Linked DNA regions of Mus musculus: region 2 is linked to region 1. Evidence: chromatin contacts called from public HiChIP or PLAC-seq data. All regions are on one chromosome and are shown on one strand. Each heading gives the region's core, a stretch centred on a gene start, on an enhancer-like site or on the middle of the called end of the contact. The rest is flanking DNA. Distances are from core to core; before and after follow the strand shown.

What was found. HiChIP or PLAC-seq counts read pairs in DNA pulled down with a chosen protein or histone mark.
Region 2: a contact with region 1 is called in an H3K27ac HiChIP or PLAC-seq map of epiblast stem cells, with 5 times the contacts expected there. The contact joins the promoter of Kdm6a here to the enhancer-like site in region 1. A contact is called at or near these places in 5 of 39 promoter capture datasets (the 3T3-L1 cell line, 3T3-L1-derived adipocytes, epiblast stem cells and 1 more), 2 of 484 Hi-C or Micro-C datasets (both in embryonic stem cells) and 2 of 115 datasets of contacts at active chromatin or transcription factors (embryonic stem cells and epiblast stem cells).

Annotation. Positions count from the first base shown.
Region 1 is chrX:17,722,855-17,727,282 of GRCm38.p6, reverse strand. No RefSeq gene overlaps it. Among named protein-coding and RNA genes, the nearest start is that of Gm39498, 84 kb to the left of the region's middle. Within about 2 kb of position 1,937, at least 13 of the 459 cell types and tissues checked have an H3K27ac peak or open chromatin away from gene starts, as enhancers often do. A contact at or near this core is called in epiblast stem cells, where this site is marked.
Region 2 is chrX:18,159,126-18,164,162 of GRCm38.p6, reverse strand. It overlaps Kdm6a (lysine (K)-specific demethylase 6A), which reads right to left and starts at 1,588. Exons shown (of 29, transcript NM_001310444.1): 1 at 991-1,588; 2 at 716-779. The coding sequence starts at 1,157.

The DNA.
Region 1 (4,428 bases), core at 688-3,187:
AATGACATTGAGGGAATTAAGTTGTAGTGTGGGTCTAGGGTATAGCTGAGTGGTAGAGCATTTCCAGCATTTCCATAGTATGCACAAGTCCTGGGTTCTACCCCAGCCCTGCAGAAAAAAAAAAAATTTTTAATTGTAATATAAAGGGCAACAGAAACTTGTGCCAAGATTTGGGTCTTCTTCTTATCCCAGTCATCCTATGAAGGCTACAACTATGCCTTTTTTTTTTTTTTCCCTGCAGTCTCAGGTCACTTACCTGTTTGTAAAGTACAGTTCCTGGCAACAGCTGGCCGGTGTGCCTGCAGCTACTTTAGTCAATGCAAAGGGAGGGAAACCAAGCTCTGCCATGCCACAGGTGCCCCTTGATACTGTGTACCTTTTCTCTGTGTCATTAAAACATACCTTGTGTCCTCCTATTTCAAGTGTATAAATCAATGGCTTTTAGCGTATTCAGTTAGGCAACCATGGTCACTGTATATTTTCATCAACTTCTAAAGAAGCCTTTTGGCAATCAGTCCCTATTCAATATAACTTCCTGTACTCCACAGGCTTCGATAACCACTAATCCATTGTGTGTCTCTAGATTTTCCTATTCTGATCATGTCATGGAATTGAAATCATACATATAGCATGTGATCTTTTGTGACTGGATTCTTTCACTTAACACTTAACTTTCAAGGTTTATCTATGTTCTAGTGCACACTGGTATTTCATCCTTCTTAGGGTTGAGGAATATTCTTTACTAGGTAACAGACATTGGGACTGTTTCTGCCTTTTTGCCACTGTGACTGTGAATAATGGCTATTACAATTATTTTTAATGATTTATTTTATTTCTAATTTATGTGTCTGCTTCTGCATATGGTTATGTGCATGCAAATGCAGGTGTCCAAGGAAACCAGAGTTTTTGTATTCTTCTGCAGCTAGAGTTACAAGTGATTGTAAGCCACCCATCTTAGGAGCCAGGAACTGAAGTCAGGTCTTCTGAAAGAGCAGTAAGTGTTCTTAATTGCTGAGCCTTCTCTCCAGCACTTATTATATTTATTGCTGTGTTGATTAATTTTATATTGGGACATGCATTCAGTTGTGGCATGTGAAACAAAAAAAATGGGGTTCCATGTCCACTTGGGGCTAGGGCCACTGGTTGAGGTGGATGCGGGAAGTTTGACTGAGTGCAACCCCATAGAACCACCACAGGGCTGGCGTTGGACTGTGAGAAGCCAAGAGATCCCACTCTGGGGGTGAGGAAGGCAAAGTCTGGGATCCCTGAGGAACCTGCTGGAGTCAGCCTGACTCTCAGATACCACAGACCCCTCTGGGGACTGCAGAAGAGCTGGCTCTGGGATCCCTGGGACACATGGAGGCCAGGGACGTCAGGTTCTCACTCTCAAACATCCCAGACGCTGCTGTATGTTGAGATAGAGCTGAGAATGGGTGGGGACCCTCTGGTGGACTCTGGCCGGGGGGGCCAAAGGGAAAAGGGTAAGAGGAGAGCTCTGGCAGGTTACTGCGGAGAGGAAAGTCTGGCTAGCTTAGACAGCTAGCTCAGTGAGCTGCTTGGTTTGGCTGGCAGCCATGGCTGGAGCACAGGGAGGCCTCCTGGTAGGAGATTAGATGCACAGCACTTTAGAGGGAAACCTGCACTATTGTTCCAGCATGGTGAGTTCCAATGAAAAGAGGCAGTCCATGGTTTTAATGCGTTTATTGTAGAAAGACAGAGAGGAGAGAGTAGAAGAGGAGAGGCCGGCCATGGACACATGGAGAGAGGGGAGAAGGGAGGGGGAACAAGGGAGCAAGAGTAAAAGCAAGAGACTAGGAAGGTAAGAGAAACAAAAGAGAGAGGAGTGGGCAAGCAGCTCCTTTTATAGTGGGTTGGGCCATCCTGGCTGTTGCTAGGTAACTGTGTCGCAGAACATACCTGGCTGTTGCCTGGTAACTGAGGGTGGAGTCCAGACAGAATACCAGGGTGTTGCTTAAAAGACTGCTGGCCACACAACTCTCTGCGGGTGGGGGTGGGGTGGGGGTGGGGCTGTGGGAAGCTGTAGCTGCGACAGGAGGAATGGCCAAACACCTTCTGTCCTTTAGGGTCACTGGTGTTCCAGGCCTGTGCTCGCCTAGGACCAGGCTGTCTGTGCATAGCTCACTGCCCTACAGTGGCATTTTACTGCCAGCATTGTCCAAAGGTTTTAATTTCTCCATGTTTTCCTTTTTTTTTTTTTTTTTAATGTCTGGAATAAGACATTTGAGACTGCTTACTATTAAGACTATTAAGATGGAAAGGACTAGAAGGTGTTACAGCAGATAGATTATGTTTCTGGGATGCTGCAGAGAGTGGTATGAACCTATTAAGTCAAGAGGTGCCAGTAAAACCATCCAATCCAAAATAAAAATATTTTCAGTGTTACCAGCATCAGCAGCATCAACCATAATCTAATCATCGTCTATTTTTTAAAGTGCTTTGAAGAAGCAAGGCCAAATGAGTATGACTACCCACATTTAAAGACTTGCCTTGTGGATAAAATAAATAGCAATGAATAGTTACATCAGAGAGAGAAAATGAAGGTCTGTTTAAGATATCATTTCAAGTTGGTGTGTTGCCCAGCTAAAATGCTCCCTTCCCCCATGCCCTCCCTGAAGGCACCATTTCAGCCCCTCCTCTGATGACTGATTTTTTGACTTCTGCTCTCTTGGCACCTTGCGATACAGACTGCTGCCTGTTGTGGTTACTTAACTTCTGCTGCACATCTGCTTTGCATCTCATCATTGCAGTTGAGTGTTGTCAGCATATTAAACCTGTATTCAACTTCCTAATTCATCATTCCAGCCGGAGCTGATGATGTGAGGATTTCTTGATGTCCCATGCACATAGGTAGATGTCAGAGGACAACTTGTGAGAGTCAGTTCTTCCCTTCTACCGTGTGAGTACTGAGAAGCCATGTCAGATCTTGATATATATATATATATATATATATATATATATATATATATATATATATATATATATGATGGCAAGAAAGACATAGATTTTTTTTTTCTCATCTATGGATCCTAAAAATAAGCACCCCCAAATTCCTTATTAAATAATCTAGCAATTTTAAAAATGTAACAGTCAGACATAAATTGGCATAAAATCAGAAGTCTGAGCCATTCAGTGTTTTACTTCACTAGTGCATGTATACACATGTATATACACAGGTGTACGCATGCACACATACACAGAAACACTGTCAACACAACTCCAGAAGCATTTTTCCTGTCAATATTTGCCTGTGAGCATACAAAATTTAACCACTGTGAGCATACAAAATGTAAGCAGCAGCAACAAACAACAGCATTTGCTGCTTTCAGAAATGCCTCAAAATCCATTTCCAGGACTAAGAAGATAATGATCTCTCACAAATCCATTGAGAGATTTTATTTTCAGGGTTTTGTGCTGCAGAGCTTATGAAATAAAATACTAATGCAACACAGTATGCTTTGGTTTTATATAGCACCTTTCATGAAAGGAGCTTAAAGGAACCCATAAGCTTTACTCATTTACCTTCAAAACATATTTTTTATAGAATTAACATGATAGTCTACCAGACAAAAGTTAAAAGCAATAAAAAACACCATATTTTATATAACAGCAGTTCAAGACATATCCAATTTCAATTTTTCTGACTTATATGAAATTATTTAGCTTTGTATTACTTTCAAGCTCCAAGAGATGCAATGTATAAATAAAAAAGAATAATTCGTGTTGCATTTATCTAACCCAGAGCTTTAATTTTGGAGAAGGAGGAATGACCCTAGATGTGTTTCTTATCTTTCTAAGATTCTATGTGCTTCCCATTTTACAGACACCTCACCAAGTCTTACTGGGGTCTGAGTACTGGCAGGGAAGCTATGCTGATGCAAACAGAGGAGGATTTCAAGGAGTGCTTACTGATTTTATGGTCCCATTGCTTGCTTTTTGATCCTGATTTTGCAGAACTGACACGTGCTTAGGTCATATGCTTATGCCTGTTGGAGATGGGGGACAATCTTTTACCTACCAATTCCTATGGAGTGATTGCATACAAGCCCAAATTCTCAGTTGACCTAAATTCATCAATGAGACTGAGGGCCCAGTTATCTCCACTGTTGCCTTCTAGGAGGCCTAACCATTTCCATTTGATTAAATTATCAGAGAAGTAGAACAATACTCAAAATTTACATTAAAACATTACATTTTAAATAAAATGTAAAGAATAAAAGGGATTTTTTAAAAGAAAGTAGAAACTTACACCAGTAGGTGGTTGTAATGTTTTGTTTGCTGAAAACACTTCTGACATGTTCTGATGGTGATGCAGATAATAAGTCCAAGCTTGAACTCTGGATTTATGTTATCAATGAACATTCATGACACTCTAGGTTGTGATAAATGCCAGGGAAAAGTTAAGATAAA
Region 2 (5,037 bases), core at 339-2,838, 440 kb before region 1:
AAATGACAGTACCAACAACTTTGCACACAAATAAACAAGAGACTACACCCAGAATCCTCCCCAACTGCTCCTGACAGACTCACAGGAAACCAAGCTCCAGAAAACGCACTCATACAACTGTGGTAGATCTTTGGCAGAAAGATCCAAAAAGTAAACAAATCACCTAACTTCAGGTAAAGCACACACCGATGATGATACAAGTCAATAACCCCATGCAAACTCTTTACGGACCTAAACTACGTGCAACTTCCCCCTTCAGGGAGCAGAGACAAGAAGCCATCCCGAAATGTTTGACTAAAGCAGGCATCAGGAACAGACTGCCTAAAGAGCCTTAATAACCAGGGAAGATAACGAGCGGGGGATTTAAGGAAATCTACAGCTGTTTACGAACTCATGACCCTCCCTAGGCACCTCAGAGATCATCCGCCTAGCCTCCAAGGGCGGTAAAATCGTAGTCAATTTGGAAGCCCCACATGAGCTTGGCCCCAAAAGCGCCACTGCCTCTGTCCTCTGGCTCCAAGAGAAGTGATCTCTCAAGAGAGCAAGCGAGGTATCAGGGGGTGGAGGGGAGCGCAGTAGCAGGAAATAGTTTTCCGGAAGCCCCTCGGCCGTCTTTCGAGGCCACAATGAGTGGTGACCCGGCCCCGGTGCCCCAGGCGAGCGCGCCTCTGGCTCGAGAGACCGCGTCCGCGCTCCGGCCCGCGGTTTGCCTTACCTTGCCCAGCAGGGCCTTCATCCTGGCGCCATCTTCATGAAACCTCACGAACCCGAAAAGGCGGCTGCGGAGAAAGACACACGCCGCTCGTTAGTGCCCCGGCATCGGCGCCGACCCGTCCGTGCCAAAGCCCGAGGCCCGGGCGTCAGCGGAGCCGAGAGCGCCAAGCCGAGGTGCCCGCCCCACGGCCGCCACAGGCTAGCCGCGCTCCGGCCTCCTCGGAGAGTGGCGCCAGCCTGTCCCGAGCCGCCCGGGCGAGTGCCCGCTCCCCGTACCTGTCCAGTCCGCCGAGCGCCTCCCTCTCCTCCGCTGTCAGGCTGGGGGACGCCTCCTCGCTCTCGCCGCTCGCTTTTCCCGCCGCCATTTTCTTTTCCTCATCACCGAAAGCGGCGGCGGCGGCGGCGGCGGCGGCGGTAGCGAGCGACACTCCGCAGGATTTCATGGAAACGCAGCGAATTCACAACTCCAACGCCGACACCCCCCCTCTCCGGGCCGGAGCCCGCAAGGACGCCTCCAATCTCCGCACAAGACCGGCACACCAACTTTATTTCTGCCTCCTCCTCTGCCGCGAGAGGCGGCAGCGAAAAATCCTAACGCGGTAGAGGTGAAGGCAGAGGCAGCAGAGGCTGTGGAACCACTGGGTCCGGAGCGGCGACGGCTCGGCTGTAGGGTCACATCGCGGGGATGGGAAGGGGGCAGCCACAGGCAGGGTCGGCGGGAATGGCCGGAGCGCGCGAGGAGCGGGAGCTCTGGGGGGGATTCGTAGGAGACACAAACTTCCCCGGCACCAGCACAAAGTTGTTGTAATTGTGTCACACAGCGAACCCCACGCCGCTGCCGTGACCCCCCCCTCACAGCCCGCTCGGCGCAGCCAACCAGAGCAGCCCCTCGCCTCACGTGACCTTTGTTGACTCGCGTCAGTCGTGGCTCCACTTAACTTGCTAGCTGCTTTAGCCCCGCCCACCGAGGCCGCCACAGATCCGAGAGCGGGATGCTCGCCAGTTCTGGTCGGTGGTTGGCTGATAGGCACGTCTGTCCGGAGTAGGGTTGTCACCCAGTGGGAGCAGCCGGTTAGGTTGTGCTACTTAAATACACAGGCAGAGAATGGAGGGGTCCAGGCTGTGTCCCTTCGGGAGCCGTGGTGGGATCGGGGGGGGGAGGGGAGTGCTCAGTCTGGGCGAGGTCCGGCACCGCCTGTAGCGAGCGCCAACGAGAAAGCCTAGGACAGCCTCTGGCTGCCCGGAAGCCCTAGGGTGGGCCAAGACTGTGATTTCGGTGGTCCTGCTAGCGCTCGCGCACTCCGGGAATATCGATCCCGACAGGGCTGGACACCAGCTGAGTCGCGGGGAGGGAACACTCGGCCCCAGACCTCTGCCCTCGGAAGAAGGCGCACTGCTAGAAATAATAGCCTCCACGAGGAGTGCGCCAGAGGAGCAGCAGCCGGCTTCATACCCTGCAGCCTGGGCGCCGCCCTAGACAAGGCCACGCGAAGCCCCATACCCTTTCAAAAGGGGAAGGGGAAAACGTCTCCCGACCCCCGCCCACTCACCCCAGGCAGGGAGGAATGAAGAGTCAGTCGCCTGCAGGGGGTCTGGCGCGCTGGCTCCCGCACCCCACCGCCAAAGGTCTGTCTGTTGGCAGCACTTTCGGGCCAGATATTCCTGCTGCTTGCATATACCCTACGCCCTAGCAGTAATTCGTTATACTATAAAGAAAAAAACAGAAACAGTGAAATTTGTCGAGGGGGATTTCAGAATGTTGGGTTCTGTTGCTGTCATCTCAGTGGGTACTCCATGGAAGAGTAGGAGCTGTATGTGAACTGGCCTTAGAGAAATAGAATCCTCAACACAGCTTCCTGCCAGCCTTTTTCTGCTTCCACTACATAGGAAACCCTTAGCAGTAACATTTGCTTGTTCTGTCCCTCAGGTACAAATAAGTCTGGTGTTTGACCCATAGTATAATCAGGAGATAGACCAAACTTTCCATCGACTATTTTGAAAAGGCAGATATAATGTGATGTATCTCATCACACCTCCAGTCTTTGGGATAGAAAATATTAGTAAATGGACTATATGAAGAAAAGATCCGTTTATAAACCAAGCTTTATATGTTTTATATAAGTTTACACCTGTAATCAATAGGGTATATTTAAATTTAGATTTCAGAATATATAAGTGCTGAGTCAGTAAATCCTAGCTGTGTTCTTCAATGAGAGACTATAAAAGTCCCAACTAATTTTGCAGACAGACAGAGCTTTAAATTGTTGCCTGGAGACTAGTAACTAGATGAATAAACTAGTTTTGTATGGATTATATTTCGTGTTTAATTACACTTTTACAAAACATGTTCTATGGTGTTCTATTTTACTTGACTGAGTGAGTACCAGAGACTGAATATTTTCTATAGCTAAATTAACATACGAATTGTTAAATGTCACAAATGGTGACCTTCAAAACCTGGGAGATTTTTGGCCCCACTACCACATGGACACTTGCACAAACAGAAATCAAACCTGTCAGTATTTGGCCACGTCCCCAAAGTTACTGGTTCCTGATTTAGTCCCTTTCCAAGAATGATATAAGCAACCCATGTCTGAGTGCCTTCCTGCCCTTTAATAATAAGGTTAGAGTTTTAGAAATAAAGTGATAGGGAGGGGTTGGAGTCTAGCTAGCACAGCTGGGTTCTGATCCTTGTGCAAGCTCTGTGACCTCTAAACCAAAGCTGTTGTTTTTGATGTGGAGTAATTCTAGTTTATTGGGGCACAGGTTTTATGAAACAGGGTATTGCTCTGTAGCCCAGGCTGGCCTCTGTGTTCTCCTGCCTCAGACTCCTCAGTTCTGGGATAATAGACACGTACAATCATGCCTGGCCAAACCAGGCCAACTACAAGGATTTATCCTCCATCAAACATGCAGTGTCCATATAAAATAAGTCTTACATGTCTATGTAATTTTTTTGGCATTTACATAGTTTAGCTGTCAAATGTATGTGAAATAAGCATGGAGCCTTTCTCAGTCACTGTCAAAATTAATGCAATTTTAAATTTATGACATACAAAAATGGAAAAATTTTGTTTTATAATAATTATTACTATGGCAGGGCAGTGGTGGCACATGCCTTTAATGCCAGCACTTGGGAGGCAGAGGCAGGTGGATCTATGAGTTCAAGGCCAGCTTGGACTACAGAGTGAGTTCTAGGACAGCCAGGGCTACACAGGGAAACCGTATGTCAATAATAATAATAATAATAATAATAATAATAACTATGAAAAAAAACCTGGGCTGATTTAGCTCAGTTGGTAGAGTGCTAGGTTGAAGGTCATGCTAGGCTACAAAGAAGGGCATTAAAATGTAGAAGGCAAAGTGATATAAAAATAGGAGCCTGGTTTGTGTTACATCATACAAATCTAATCTCTACCACTTTATGGTGGGGCAACCAACCTTAGTCCCTCAAAATATTTGCCAGATTCCAAAACTGATTCCTGCAAGTTGTCTTCTGACCTTCACAGGCTTACCATGACACAAACACAAGCGCATGTGCACACACACACACACACAAAGTATAAAAGAAACCACTTAATGACATTTTATAGATTAGATGCTATGGTCAGCATGGGTGCTCACACCTTTAATCCCAGCAATCAAGAGGCAGAGGCAGATGGATCTCTGAGTCTGAAGCCAGCTTAGGCTACACAAAGAAACCCTGTCTTGAAAACAAACACAGAGAGATTAGATATTATAAGATAAACAAAGTACTAAATGTGTAATACAGAATTCAAAGTCTTATTAAGACTCAGGGTGTGTTTAGCATACTCAGGGCCTTTCAATCTCCAGCATCAAACAAAAAAATAAATTTTATAATTTTGATATTTGAGATCTTTTCTTGCTTTCACCTATGTGGTCTAAATTGTTTGTTACTACATTACACTAAGAATCACTTCCTCCTAGTTTTCACCCTCCCCATAAGCCCAACCACAAGCAATCCTAATTCATTTTATGTTTAGGTATATATCTACAGCATTGGTATACCTCTCATTTATTCGAAAATGAAAAAAATTACACCAAATCTAGATTTTTTTTTTATGGTTATAACAACACAATAGAAACTGGAGAGCCACCGGGTGTGGTGGCACGTGCCTTTAATCCCAGCACTCCGGAGGCAGAGGCAGGCAGATTTCTGAGTTCGAGGCCAGCCTGGTCTACAAAGTGAGTTCCAGGACAGCCAGGGCTATACAGAGAAACCCAGTCTTGAAAAACCAAAAAAAAAAAAAAAAAAAAAAAAAACCTGGAGAAAATTTAATCTGAATTTGCCAACCTATAAAA